Regions from separate parts of the Mus musculus genome. Here regions 1 and 3 are each linked to region 2. The links are chromatin contacts, called in public promoter capture Hi-C maps. All regions are on one chromosome and are shown on one strand. Each heading gives the region's core, a stretch centred on a gene start, on an enhancer-like site or on the middle of the called end of the contact. The rest is flanking DNA. Distances are from core to core; before and after follow the strand shown.

Evidence for each region. Promoter capture Hi-C pulls out the DNA fragments that hold promoters and counts their contacts. Capture Hi-C pulls out chosen DNA fragments and counts their contacts.
Region 1: a promoter capture Hi-C map of liver shows a contact between it and region 2. The contact joins the enhancer-like site here to the promoter of Onecut1 in region 2. A contact is called at or near these places in 9 of 39 promoter capture datasets (the 3T3-L1 cell line, the C10 cell line, HPC-7-derived erythroid cells and 4 more), 1 of 484 Hi-C or Micro-C datasets (liver) and 14 of 115 datasets of contacts at active chromatin or transcription factors (craniofacial prominence, embryonic basal ganglia, embryonic forebrain and 10 more).
Region 3: a promoter capture Hi-C map of adipose tissue shows a contact between it and region 2, with 2.2 times the contacts expected there. The contact joins the promoter of Myo5c here to the promoter of Onecut1 in region 2. A contact is called at or near these places in 2 of 39 promoter capture datasets (embryonic stem cells and pre-B cells), 1 of 484 Hi-C or Micro-C datasets (embryonic stem cells) and 1 of 9 other capture datasets (adipose tissue).

What each region holds. Positions count from the first base shown.
Region 1 is chr9:74,553,079-74,557,817 of GRCm38.p6, reverse strand. No RefSeq gene overlaps it. Among named protein-coding and RNA genes, the nearest start is that of Gm33459, 27 kb to the right of the region's middle. Within about 2 kb of position 1,342, at least 5 of the 459 cell types and tissues checked have an H3K27ac peak or open chromatin away from gene starts, as enhancers often do. A contact at or near this core is called in hepatocytes and liver, where this site is marked.
Region 2 is chr9:74,860,585-74,865,469 of GRCm38.p6, reverse strand. It overlaps Onecut1 (one cut domain, family member 1), which reads right to left and starts at 3,549. Exons shown (of 2, transcript NM_008262.3): 1 at 2,069-3,549. The coding sequence starts at 3,173. Gm33562 (a long non-coding RNA gene) reads left to right here and starts at 2,334. Exons shown (of 4, transcript XR_870924.1): 1 at 2,334-2,408.
Region 3 is chr9:75,230,123-75,234,688 of GRCm38.p6, reverse strand. Myo5c (myosin VC) reads right to left here and starts at 2,675. Exons shown (of 41, transcript NM_001081322.1): 1 at 2,514-2,675. The coding sequence starts at 2,540.

The sequences.
Region 1 (4,739 bases), core at 93-2,592, 310 kb after region 2:
CTCTAGAGGGATGCAAGACTCATAGCTGGCAGAGCTTACCTCCTTTGTTTTACCACATTGTTCCCTTACTTCTCCTAGGTACCAAAGACCTTTAAATTCTTCATCTGGAAGCTTGTGTTCCTCTGAAGAGCAAGAAAGTAAATTTTAGCTAAAAGTTTCTCAATATTCTCAATGTGGTGTGCACAGTCCTTGCATACCATCTTCACTAAAGCATTGGGAGGTCATGGAGCAGGAATCCTATTCCCCCTTGACATATGAGGATACCGGGGCATCAGTCATTTATCTGCAGCAACAGTGCCAACCAACAGTAGAATGAATAAGGAAGCCCTAGCCTTCAGGTTCCACCCTCAAGTTCCATTTAATTCTCAGAGTAGAGTCCTTTGTTGCACTACAGATGTTGGGACACATCACTAGCATCATGATAACGAATGGTCATGTTACAGTTTTGGAACTGAATATTGTATACATTACCTAAATCACTCTTCAGGATAACCTGCTAAGTTGATACCTTTATAGGGATGAGAAAACCGAGACTTGAAATGGTTAAACAGACTGAGGACACATATCATGAGCGTGAAAACAACATCTAAATTCCCATTCGGAGACCCTGTAGTTTTATGGCCTTCCTAGCATAACTGCTCCTGGAATCTAAAAATCTAATAGATGAGGAAGGACCATGGAGTTGATTATCGAAATTTCCAAGATAGTATCACTGAGGCTGATAGGGCTACAGTCCAACTAGTAGAGGTGGAAGCTATGGACAGTCTTTGGGCTAAGGGAATCAACACTAGAGAATATCATTCTTAAATTCTTCATATGAATAAAGAAAAAGCTATATCTCATAACAACATGAAAGTTATATGAGGACTTAAGAACAAGCAGGAGGTTTCAGCTACATTTTAGACTCCCCCCTCCCCCTCTATTGAGATATGGTCTTATGTAGCCTAAGCTGGCTTCAGATTTTCTGTGTAGCTAAGGATGACTTTAAGTTCCTGATCCTCCTACCTCTCTGCCCTGAGTGTGCAGGTTGCAGTATGTGTCACCTCACCTGGTTATATGTGGTGCTGAGTTTCTGACACGTGGCTTTGTTCTCACTGGCAAGAATGCTACCCTCTGAGCTACATGCCTAACGAGCATGTCTTCTATTTGTATTTTTAACAATTTGAACTTTTTGATACTGTCTGAAACCCTTCAGAGAATGCAACCTTAACACCCACTGTTGCCAGAAACACTAAGTGGGAAAGTTTTGGAAATCGTGACTCAGCCAGTGTCCAAAGTCCACACCCCTATTCCTGAACACGATGAATGCAACAATCATGCAGTTCTGATTGCTCCATGTGACCGCTGCAGCGAGGCTGCCGCCCATTGATTAGCAATGGGCACATTTTTCACCAAAGGCTCTGCCCTGTCTTGCTCTGCTAATCCTGTTTGCAAGCTTCTCCCCACAGAGATCACTACTTCCTAATAATGAATAAGCTTCCACTCATGAGTTCAAACTGGCAAATTGCCACCTGGCGTTTATTAGCTTTGGATCAAGACTCAAACTTTCTAGTTAAAAGAACAAGACAAGCCCTTAGGAATCAAGACTCTTTAAAAAAAAATCCCCAATTGCTTGGAATTACCATTTCTTGCAGGCCTAAGGTTTTGCTTTTTTTTTTTCTTTTAAATTTTCCTTCTTCCTTGTAGGTTTCGATTTGTGAGTGAAGCAGAGGGGAGACTTTATTTTCAGTCCTGTCGGGCAGAGAGTTTTTATTTCCAGCCTGGGAATTTTGAATGGGACTCAGATGGTGGCAGAAGTTACTGTCTACTGTATAGGTGCTAGAAGAGACTTCAGGACAGAGACTAGCAAGGTCATTACGTCATAGGCTTGAGGGGCAGGTAAGAGTCAGGGTGGGGGTGGTAAGGAGAAGAAACCACTCAAGGGGCGTTGTGAATGATCTGAGACTGACCCACAGGAGGCAACATCATCCTTGTTCCTACTGCATGGGTGGGGTGGGGAATTCTAGGGAAATACATCTTGGTTCAGAAAGAGAAGGAAGGCTCTCTGGAAGCGGGTGTAGCAGTAGTGGCGCCACTGCAGGAAGCATGAGCTCCTCATCCTTAGCAAGGGGAGGGAGAGAAGAGAGGCTTGAGGTAGTGAGGACAGGTTCCTCTCCATACTGTCTCTAGTGCTCACTACCTCAAGTTTGACCCCATGCTGTAGCAGCTATGGGAAGGTTGGAGGCTCTGATGCTGGGCTGATGAGACAGAGGTGACTGGGTGTGGAAGGTAAGTATACAGCTCTCCAGATTTTCCTCAGGGCAGATAGTAAGGATAAGGTTAACATTTAGACTTGTCTATTGGTAGCTCCAGTGCTATTGGATTGAAGACTGTTTAAACTTGAGTCACCAAATAACAGTGAACAAGGTTTCTCTATGTGGATGTTGGAGCCATAGCATAGATGGAAAGAAATGAGCGATCAGAGCTATTCACAATGGGAAAGACAACCGCCATCCAGAGGATTCCAGGAAGCTCTGACTGCAGGAGGGATGCCATGGATCCTTGGCTCAGAAACTGGTGTGGAAGCACCTTGGGTGTCTATTAATGTCGTATTTCTCTCCTGTTGTCCTCCTACGTGTGAGCTGGCTGAGTGTTCTGGGTTCTGATTGGAAAGACAAGAGGCAAAGAACTCATAGAAGTGTTTCTTGTGCATTTGAACTTGACTACTAAAAGAAAAGCAAAGGGTTCCATCTGAGAGGAAAGGCTCAGCAGCATCTCAGATGGCATTAAGTAGGACATGCTCAGGAAGTGATATGGGCTCCTTGGAGCAGAGAGGACAGAACAATGATGACTGTGACCTCAAAGCAGACCCTGAATCCTACTAACAGGAAGCCTAAAAGCTATATTTGAATCTTAAATCTATGCCAGCCATTTTAAACAGAGAGAAAATGTGAGAAGATCTTAAAGGATGCTTGTATACCAGGGTTCAATTTAAAGAAAAATTCATCTTCTCTTCACATTTCAGCTATTGGCTTATAATAGATAGTTTTCAAATCTCTGTTGTTTTGTTTTGTTTGTTTGTTTTGAGATGGGGATATGCACCTCACTCTGTAGCCTTGGCTTGTTTCAAGCTCATGGCAACCTTCCTACCTCAGCTTCCCAAGCACTGGGATTACAGGCACAAACCTTTATCCCTGGCTTCAAATATGCATGGTTAATGTCCATACTCCCCACATTTCATGGGCAGGGAGAGGATGATGATGGGAATCCCTGGAGAAGAAATGACAGGGGAGAGGAAGAGGAATGCAGTCATCTCACAGTGGAATCTAGGGACAGATATAATTCTTCAGGAGGAGAAATGCCCAGAAGAGAGCTCAGACAGGAATTGGAGGCTGTGGTCTGGAAGCTCTGCTATCAAGCCATGACAAGTAGTTCCAAAAGGGAAGGGGTGGATAATAACAGAACAGCACCTAGTATGTAACAGGTGCTATTCTAAGTCTTACTCTTCTGTGAATGTTATATTTAAGCCATTATTTCTATGAGGTGGCTCTTATCAACACTCAGTTTTCAGATAACAAATCTAAGAGTCAAATGGCATATCCAAAGTCACAGGACTAGTAGTGATATAGTCAACATTTGAACACTGGTGTTTTGATGTCAGCTGATCATTTCCTTAAAATCTGGCTATGCTTTGATCAAAACATCAACAAAACACTGTCATAGAATTATTTAAATATTTTTGCAACAAGAGGAAACTGAGGATAAATGCCTCATCTGAGGTCACATGACAGATTGTGAAGTAGAAGTCACGTGAGCTTCCACCAGTATAGTTCCAAAGCCTTTGGATGAGCTCTGATAAGCTCTGGATGAAACAGTTTGGGGCTACACTATGCCTGCAGTTGACCCCAAGTGTAGGGATCAAGGGCCGAGCATGAAGGACAAAATCTTTGCAATTAGCCTGACCTGGACGTGAGTCCCTGGGATACTCATCCTAAGAGCCCTGATCTTCAGCATCCTATGGGTCTGAAGAAACTCTTATTCGATTTAAGTTTACTTTCGTGTGTGTGTGTGTGTGTGTGTGTGATATATATATGTATATACACACACATATATATGTATGTATATATATATATGTGTGTGTATATATATATATATATATATATATATATATATATATATATATATAGAGAGAGAGAGAGAGAGAGAGTGTGTGTGAGAGAGAGGCATGTGTGAGTGTGGCATGCCTGCTATGGGACACATGTGAAGATCGTACAGAAACTTTTGTCTTCCACTTGTCTAGGCATGATCTCTCTTGTTTTTGCTGTGCTGAATACTCCAGGATAGCTGGCCTGTAAGCTCTTGGGCAGTTCTCCCATTTCCACCTCTCATCTTGGAACTTAAAATAGGAACAAAATATGTACGATTTTGTTGTAGATTCAATGAACCTTAGCACGATATGCAGTGAACATGTTGTATACAGAAGGGATGTTGCAGGTTAGTCCAGTTGTCCTTGTATTGCTGTGAAGGTGACCAAGTCTTCAAAGTTTCAGATGGTATGAAAGCTCAGATTAAAGCTCACAGTATCTTCTTTACATCCTGCTTGTAATCTAATTTGCTGCACTGATTTCAATACTTTCTTGTGTTTGTTCCCATTACTGTCAAACTGCTGAATATAAAAGCAAAGATCACATTTTCTAATTAGAGAAGAGAAACAAAAGCTCACCTTTGCCTTTTTTTTTTTTTTTTTTTTTTTAGTCCTG
Region 2 (4,885 bases), core at 2,300-4,799:
CTTTGGTGCACAGGTTCTAGAACTTGGTCTTCCTTCATGGGGCTCCCCAGCACCAAGCAGCCACCCCCCAAATCCCTGGCTCAATTTTCTTATCTGGAAGTCAGTGGACCTTGCATAGGACAGACAGGTTAGGTTTCCAGGACTAAGCAATCGGCTCAGTACAGGACCTATCATATCAGTCTGTCCTTCCCGGCAGTGACAGAGACCATCCTGTGACAGAGACCATGTGGGATGTCACTGACGTCTCGAGTGTCTTCACCAAGTAATGGGGTGTGACTTTCATGAGGGAGTAGCTTTTTATCCACACTCCTGGACCCCACAATGGATAGCCTCAAAGCACTACCTTGCCTGGAAGGTCTGGAGCAATGGCTTCAAGAAGGTGTAGTGGAAGGTTCTGGAGCAGAAGGGAGAGAGAGCAGCAAGGTCAGCTGCTCGCAGGGGCCCAATGGAGCTACACAGAGTGCTACAGAATGGAACCGGGAAGGCTTAGGGGTGACATTCCATCAGCCCAGGTCCTCCATCTGAGCTGAGGCCTCATCAGATTCCTGGGTCACCAACCAGAGTCTGCTTTGAGAACTTTATAGCAAAGGGCTTAGCTATGCTAGAAATTCTGGGTGGTCAGAGGCTGAAGCAGTATAGCATTCGCGAGGGAAGGCCTCTAGAAGCCAGATTGGGGGGAACCGTTAGGGTAGCCTCGAGGACTAGGATCTGAGGCTAGTCCACACCTACCTCTCCCCAGCTTCTCATTGGCAGACACCGGGTGGGGGAAGGGGGGTTCGGCCTCACGCTTTGATTTTAGTCTGTGAAACGGCTCAGTGCCCTCGGCTCAGAGCGGATTGACTGTCTTTCATTCTCTAGGGACGAATTAATGGAGAACGATCAGTTAATTAACAAACCCTCATTCCAGCGTTTACCTTTCTCTTCACCAAGACTCAGACCTGGGCGCAAGGCTCAGATGAGGCTGTGTGTGTGTGTGTGTGTGTGTGTGTGTGTGTGTGTGTGGCTTGGGGATGGGGGGTTGGGGGTGGGAGGACAAGGATACTGGAGTCAATCAACGCAACAACCTCCGCCCAGGTCTATGAACACAGTCCGCCCCTAGGCTGCCCTTTTCTCGCGTCTTCAAGGGTCGCCGAGTGTGCCTGGATCCCTGATGCAGTTCCAGCTGAGCTCAGCTGTCCACTAGGTCTCTTGGCCCACTACAGGAGCCAGGCCTGGTGCCTGCACTTGGCAGCTGAGACTTTCAGTGTCGTCCCCCGCCCCCCTCCCCCAATCAAACAGCCTGCTAGGAATTTTGAACTGGGTGACAGGCTTGCTGATTCGAAAGACATTTACACATTCCCACCCAGTAGCAGCACAGAGACTTAGATGGGAAAAAAAAAAAAGCATGACGACGACGCAAAAGCTAGTTGTCAGCCCAGGCTCAACCGGGAGTTTCCTGGGGGATCTGGTCACTGTCCGCCTCTGTCCCCTTCCTTTCCACAGCTGGTTATATACTCAGCGATGTGTGATAACCCCTCCAAAGCAGCCCGCCATGCACTGATCGCCTGCAGGTTTGGAATCTGTGTGCACACCCTATTGAAGTGCGGACCCCCTTGCGCGTGGCGCCAATAAAATCGGCCAAGAGCGGGTCGCCGCAGCCAGCTCAGCCAATATTGACTGGCAGCTTGAACAGCGCCTGGCCCGCGCGGGGTATGTGCCTTGAGCAACGGGTGCTAGTTCTTGGTATGCTTCGTCCCTTCCTAAACCCTCTTGTGTTCCGCTGAGATTCCGCCAGGTTCCAAGAGTCTCTCTGCCCGCGGCTCAAAACCTTGCAGCTCTGTCCCCGAGCACAAACGCAACCCCGAAGTCGCGGAGGCCACCTTGTTCGGTCTTCGAAGCCTCCCTTAGCCCAATGCGCTGAGCCCTTGGAGAAGGAGGAGGAGGAGGTTGACTCCCTGAGCTGGCTCTTCCAGGTCTAGGGACACCTCTCTTGAAGAAAGGGGAGGCGGAGCGGGACGAAGCGCGCCCAGCCTTTCTCATTCCCTCCCACCGTCAGTCCCTTATCTCGCCCACGCGCCCAGCGCCTCACCTGCTAAGCGGAGCGCCGACATGCGCTGGAACTCCGGCTCCTGCAGCCACTTCCACATCCTCCGGAAGGTCTCCCGACCCGACTTGAGTTTGCTCCAGGGCTTGGGGTTTCGCAGCAGGTCCGAAAGGGTCCCCTGGGAACGGCAGAGCACCCTCTGCGCGAAGATGGCCTGTGGGATGCTGTAACGTTTGAGCTCGGTGGTGATACGCTGCGCCACCTCTTTGGTATTGATCTCTTCCATCTGCCCTGAATTACTTCCATTGCTGACCTGCGCGCCGGTCACCGAAGGGTTGGGCTCTCGGGCTGTGCCCAGGAGCTGTCCGTGGCCCTGGGCATTCAGGTGGGCATGAGGATGGTGCGGAGGAAGGCCGTTGATGGGTACCATGCCGGCCGAGGTGGGCGTGAGGTGCTGCTCCCCGTGGCGACCGAGCATGGCAGGGTGGTGGGCTTCAAAGCCATTTGGGGTGAGCATCTTGTCGGTGGGCATAGCCGCGCCGGGATGAGCATAGTGGGGAAGTCCTTGCTGGGAGTTGTGAATGCTGCCCAGACCGGAGCCAGAGAGGGGCGAGAGGCTCTGGCCCATGCCAGCCACGTCCTTGTGGTAGGGGGTATAGAGGTTATTCATAGAGGCCAGCCCGCGCTCATCCCGCATAAGTGTGAAACTACCGCTCACGTTGCCCGCCAGGCGCTGGTGGTGGTGTGGGTGGTGGTGGTGATGGTGGTGGTGATGATGGTGAGGGAACTTGTCGGACACGGTGGAGATGGGCGGCAGCGGCTGCAGAGGGGTTAAGGTAGTGTAGGTGGTGGGCATGCTCATACCTGGGGGAGTTTCACAGGCCATGGTCATGGTGGGGTGCAGGGGGCCAGCCAAGCTGTGCTCAGGGGCGCGGTGGTGGTGGTGGTAATCGCTGCCTCCGCTGCCGCCGTCCAGCAGGGACGCCATGCCCATGGAACGCGGGTGCGCGGGAGGCAGGTGGCTGCCGCGGTGTCCCACGGAGCTGCGCGCGTGAGGGCTGCCGCCCAGCAGGTCAGCAGGGGCGGGCACCGGCTCATGGCTCACCCCGTGCAGCTCGCCGATCGCCTCCATGGTCAGCTGTGCGTTCATCGTGATGCGGGCGAGCGGGCTGCAACATCGATGTGGCCGGGCAGAGGCGGCGAGGGGCGCAAGGAGTCCAGTCTTCACATCGGCTGCCTGCGACTGTGGCCTTTCTTCCTCTCACTGTGGGGATCTGTGTCTCTCGCTCTCTCTGTGTGTGTCTTGCCTTCTCTCTTGCTCCCACCTTCCCCTCTGTCTTTTTTTTTTCTTTTAATATTAATTTCCAAAAAGGACCCGTGCTGTTGGGAGAGCGCGGTACCCCTAGCCCACCCAGCCCGGCCCCCTCTCGCCCCTCTTCTTAGAATCCTGCTGCCCCAGGCTCCCTTGACGCGGCCCGTGCGCCTGCCGCGGCTGCTGCCTGCCTGTGCCGCCCGCCAGCTCGAGCCATGGCTCGGTTACTGTTGCAGACTGTGGCTGCGATTCCGTAGCCGCCGCCGCTGCCGCTGCCCGCCCTCACGCCCGCCGGGCGTAGCGCGCATGCGCGCTTCCAGGCCCCGCCCCCTCGGTCCCAGCGCTCCGTGACGTCCCAGCACAAATGAACCGAGGGGGTGGGGTGGGGGTGGGGGGGACAGAGCTTTCTCAGCGGCGCCGAATGGCCCGGGATCAGTGAGCACGTGCACGGGACGCGCGCAGAGTGCGACCTGGAGCCGCCTCCACAGTCCTCGGAGACTTGCTACCTCCTGGTCTTCCTCACTACCTCCCTCTCTCTTTCCATCCGGACTTTCTTGCCTGGTTTCTGTCACCGTGAGCCAGCTAGGTTTGAGAACCAGAGCCCCTGAGTCTGAGTTGCTAGTTCCCGGTACAGGTTACCGGCGGGGAGTAGAAACTATGTCATGGCCCAAAGCCCACTCGCCCATTGGGCTTTATTCCCTAGAGGATCGCTGGAGACCAACTCATTCACTGTCCTTAAATAGTTGTCCTACGGGGACTTGGGACGTGTATATACCCTGAAGGCCTAGGTCGGGACGCTGTATCCCGAACTGCCATCCATGATCCTCTCAAGTACTCCTCGAACTACCTTTCTCCATCTGAGCCCGGGGCCGAGGAGCACTCAGGAATCTGTGCTCAGTGAGGAGCACTCAGATCGAGGCCACCCCTCACTGTCCCAGACCTCAAAGAAGGTCTGTCACTTTGCTCCCAATTAAGATAGCTCTCCCACTTTGGATAACTCTGCTTGGGGGATACTGAGGGAGACAGGAGAGAGGGCCTGGTTAGCATGGAAGGGGGCGGGGGGGGGGGGACGGAGCTGGTTTTTTAGTTACTCCACAGCCTTTCTAGAAAAGAACCTAGAGGCTTGGAAGAAGTACCCCACGCAGGCAGAGTGCACGCGGCTGAGCCGAGCGGCTTGGACCGCAGGGACGCTTTCCTTTTCCTGGCGTCCCTGCAAGAAGCCTCCAGATTTGAAAATCAATTCAGCTTTGGGCATAATTGTGCCCCTGTCACAGTCACGCTCCAATCCGGAATTGAACCCGGGCCTTCAGCCTGGTGGGGACGCGTGGGGAGGCCCCCAGTGTGGGACACACACCCGGCCGCCACATGCCGCGGCTTTCTTTTATTTACAAAAGAAAGAAAGAAAAAAGTCCGTAACAAAAGGCAGAGCCTTGTCTGCTTAGGTGCTTTTATCCCTTGGAGAAAGGACAGATGTGCCCATTGTCAGGCCCTTGGCAGTTACGGCCGGGTCAGCGCCGAGTCTCAGCCTGGGGCTAGCGGTGCTCACAATA
Region 3 (4,566 bases), core at 1,426-3,925, 370 kb before region 2:
GGTGGGTTGCTCTGCACTTCCTACACCCTGGCCTCTCTCAGGAGTCCCCTCTCCCTCTGGGAACCTCTCTTCCTGGTACTCCCCAGCCCTTCAGGCTCCTCCTAACTCACCTGGGATTGGCTGCTGCTCTCTGGGTATGCAGACACTCCTCTGTCCTGGCCTTGCCCTTCTTTGGGTGCTCCTGCCACAGTTTTGTGACCACAGATGGGTCAAGGGCTCCCCTCTGAGGGCTGAGCTCATTCCCACGCTGTGCACGCCCCACTCATTTTCCCTGTGTCTCCTCACCACTTCAACACAACGCTGGTTAAAACTAAACGTGCTTCATGACCTCTCTCAGGAACACTTCCTTCTCCTAATGGCTCTCCTGCCGCTCATACACGCCCTGTTCTCAATCACACAGACGCCAGGTCATCCTTGGTGTGTCCCTTGTTCTGATATTCCCAGGCCTGTTTCTCCTTTCCTGTCTCCACCCTCCCTCTGTGTCTAGGGTCTCTCCTGATCCCCGAATGCCTGGGATCCTGAGGAAGCGGCTCATCTAGCTGCTAAACTACCACCCGATCCCTGTTTCCACCCAAAACCTCCATCTTTGCCAAGTGACCCTCTGCTCCAGCTGTCTCCCCCTCATACTCTCTTAGGCCTCACGAGACAACTGCTTGTCATTTCTCAAGTCAAAGAACCAGAAAATACCTTGGCAGGCAAAACAATTCCAGAACAAAACACCTTTCTCTCTGCCCCCCACAACCGCTGCACATCCTTCCCACCCCCAACAAAGTTTCTTCCTACAGAAAAATCTGGACGCCACCATACCCCCACCATTCCACAATATCTTAACTTATTTTTGAGAAAAAGTGTTGTTTCTTAGCCCTAGCTGCCTGGAACTCACTGTGTAGCCCAGGCTAACCTCAAACCCAAGGCAATTCTCTTGCCTCAGCCTCCTGAGTGCTGAGATTATAGGTAAGTAACACAGATACAGATAAGTATACCTGTGTTTTTGCTTTAAGAAAAATTGTTACTCAAAACAGGTTGGTGATCAGCCACCTGTCCCCAAAGATACCCAACAAGGCAGGGTTCATTAAAGATCCCCCCCCCCCTTCCCGATAATCACATGAAGACTTAGAAACATTTAGGTCACCTGGTGGTTCACACTGTCTCTAGTAACATCTTCTAGATGAGGGGCTGAGCTCGTGGTAGAATGCTTGCCCAGAAAGCACAAGGCCCTTGGTTCGGTCCCCAGCTTGAGACTGGGATAAAGTGCAGAATTGGTCAGCATCAGAGGGATTTCCTCTTTGTTTGATGTGTGCTTGCAATTTATTCATTAAACAAAGTAGAAGAAAATCTTCCTCCAACCCCGACGGAAAGATAAGCGTGACAAGGATCTTTTACTATACAGAGATGGTGAAAGTGCCTTTTAAATATAAGGCAGAAAGATAGGAGGGGTGGGGTATGTCTGTAATACCATCGCTATCGTGGCTGAGGCAAGATCTCCGTGAGTCTGAAGTCAGCCTGAGCTATGGACGGAGGGCCATTCCAACCAGGGACACAAAGCAAGAACCTCTCTTAAAAACTTGGTGGAGCATGGACCTTTAGTCTCAGCACTCTGGAGGCAGAGGCAGACAAAACTGTGAGTTTGAAGTCAGCCTGATTTCCAGCCAGTAGTGATGTCCAGGCTACCTGGGGTGACACAGTGAGACAGTCTCAACAAACAAAATCCAAAACTAAACAATACCTCCCCCACCCCTTCCCCGGCCAATTAAGTTAAGATGCGCGCGCCTCTCTCTCTCTCTCTCTCTCTCTCTCTCTCTCTCTCTCTCTCTCTCTCTCTCTCTCTCTCTCTCTCTCTGTGTGTGTGTGTGTGTGTAAATGTTCTAACAGAATCCATTCTAGTCCCATCTGTCAGAATTTGAAGGGTCTAAATTCCCCTACAAGAGTGTAGCAGGATCTGTTTTATGGCTCTTTTAAAAAGCGTCATTTTCTCACATTTTTTTCCTGGGTGAGGATGAAGCTCTTCGCTTCTGGAAGTTTTCCAGAATGCATGTGCTCCCGGTCAGGCCTGTCTGAGGTGCTCTCTGAGTTAATGCACCCTTACACTGGTTAAAAAGAGCCCAACAGCACCCGGGGCCTGGGACTCTGGGCTGCTGGTTCCTGTGCTCAGACCGGGCAACTCCAGGTGGATCCCCCGAGTGTCTTCCTTCGCCTGCACAGGGAAGCGCACCAGCATTCTAGAAAACACCGCCAATCTTGCCGGAGTCCTCCAGACTCCGAGGGCCTGGAAGGTTACAACGCTGGTTAACAAAGTTTGTGGTGCCAGATCGAAGCTCCTGCCCACTGCGGGACTCAGATTCCATCAGTGGCGGGACGAAGGGTCTGGGTGATCTAGCTACCCGGCGTGGGGACAGCAGCCCTCCGTTGGGTTTGCCCACCCGCAGGGGGCCCGGGCGGAGCTGGCAGCTGCTCCCGGCCTCCGCTCATCTACCCGTCTGGGCAGGTGCACAGGTGCGTCCCCGCGCCCCTACCTGCGCGTAGAGCTCGGCCACCGCCATGGACCTCCTCTCTGCTGCTGTTGCTGCAGGGGACTGTGCGCGCCCAGGCACTCAGCGCCTGGCCATCTTGTGCAGAAGTTTTCCCGAGTGCCACGGCTCCCTTCCCCCGAGGGCTCTGGCGCCCGGACTGGGGTTGGTGGCGGGGTGAGGGTTAGCAGCGGGATTGGTGCTTGCCGGCAGCCCGCGTTGCCATTGGCCCGGTCCAGGTAACAGGTCAAAGAAACCTCCAGGGGTCCCGCCCAAGTTCCCGCTCCCTTACAGCAGCCAGCAGCAGCAAAGAAAAACCAAAGAATCAGTGAGCTAACAGAACTTCTAAATTGAGGAAGGGGTCGGATAAAAGAAAAAAGTCGTTGTCCTGCGAACATTTTATATGCCATGGAAAGTAAGATACGGATCAAAGAAAATGCACCCAGAGATTACGCTACTAAAAACCTTGTTTGACCTTTATGGCGAGCTTGCTTCTACCTCTCTTACAGGACACACCAGAGGGCTGAATAAGTACGGGCCTTTTGGACGGATGTGAATATTTAACATTCAAAAGGTGTTGATGTCACCAAAATTAATACATAGGTCCATGACACTGGGTTAAAAATCCTGGCAGCATGTTTGCGAACTGACATTATTTTTATATTTTATTTGGGTTAGAAGTACTTGAACAGCTAAGACTATTTTTCACCACAAAGAGAAAAGAGATCCTATCCTGCTGGCCTTCCTTGGGAGCTGCCCATTTTCGTTTTTCTTTTCTTTTTTTAAAAGATTTATTTATTTTACTTATATGAGTACACTATAGCTGTCTCTAGATATTCCAGAAGAGGGTATCAGATCCCATTACAGATGGTTGTGAGCCAGCATGGAGTTGCTGGGAATCGAACTCCGGACCCTTGGAAGAGAGGTCAATGCTCTTAACCACTCACTAAGCCTTCTCTCTAGCCCTGGTCCTTGTTATTTTAAAGCCAGAATCTCTCACTGGGATCTGGGGTTCACTGAGTTAGGCTGACCCAGGAGCCCCAGAACTCCTAGTGTCTCTGTCTCCTCTGGCTTTACAGCGCCCACAACACCGGCTTTTAAAATGTAGATTGGGGGGGGGGGGAGGGGTTTGAAGGCCCGCCCTCAGGCTTGCACTGCAAGTACTTCATAGACTAAGCTACTGCCCCAGCTCTGCCCTGCCACATATTCATGGGAAAAACAAACTACAGTCATTAAAACAGTGGACTAGGCATATGAGAATGGGTGCGAGGGTAATGGAGTCTAATGGAGTCTGTCCATAGAGCCCCACGCTGTGAAACAGAAAAATGGCAAAAGTGACATTGGTGACGTGACAAATGCTGAATAAAAAACAAAATGAGGATTCATGTCAGAAATGATAAATAACCAGGCCAGGTGGGCAGTGAGGGAGGTTCTAGCCCCAGGGGACTGAGGCAGGAGAACCAAGCTTGATGACAGCCCGGCTGGGTTTTGTTCTTATCTGATATGGTGCATCACAATAAGATTTTTTTGAATGGGCTGTTTTATTAATTTGTGAATGGATATATATTTCAGACTGGGGACTCATTAGGTTGTCACTCTGCCCTTAAACTCAAAATTCTCCTGCTTCATCCTTCTAAGCATCTGAGATTATAGGTACATACCACAGAGCCCGACAGGTTTTCTGTTTGTTTGTTTGTTTGTTTGTTTGTTTTTAAAATTTAAGCTTTCTTTGACTTCTGGGTAGGCCCACTTGACTGGGGTGTATGGTCCTCATTATATTTATTATTATTATTACTATTAAATTTATTGATTTGATGTATGATGTCCTGTTAGGGGTTCTGGCTCCTTGGAAAAGGTGTGATAGCTTTGTCTGTGCTGTGTTCTGTTTGACCTTTGAGTGTTAGGAAATGTGTGCTTCTCTCTCTCTCCCTCTCTCTCTTTAAAGTTAGAATGTTTTTTCTTATCTATCATTTTACTTGTGTATGTGTGCTCTATCTGCATATAACACCTGTGTTCCAGAAGAGGTCATCAGATGGTTGTGAGCCACCATACAGTTTCT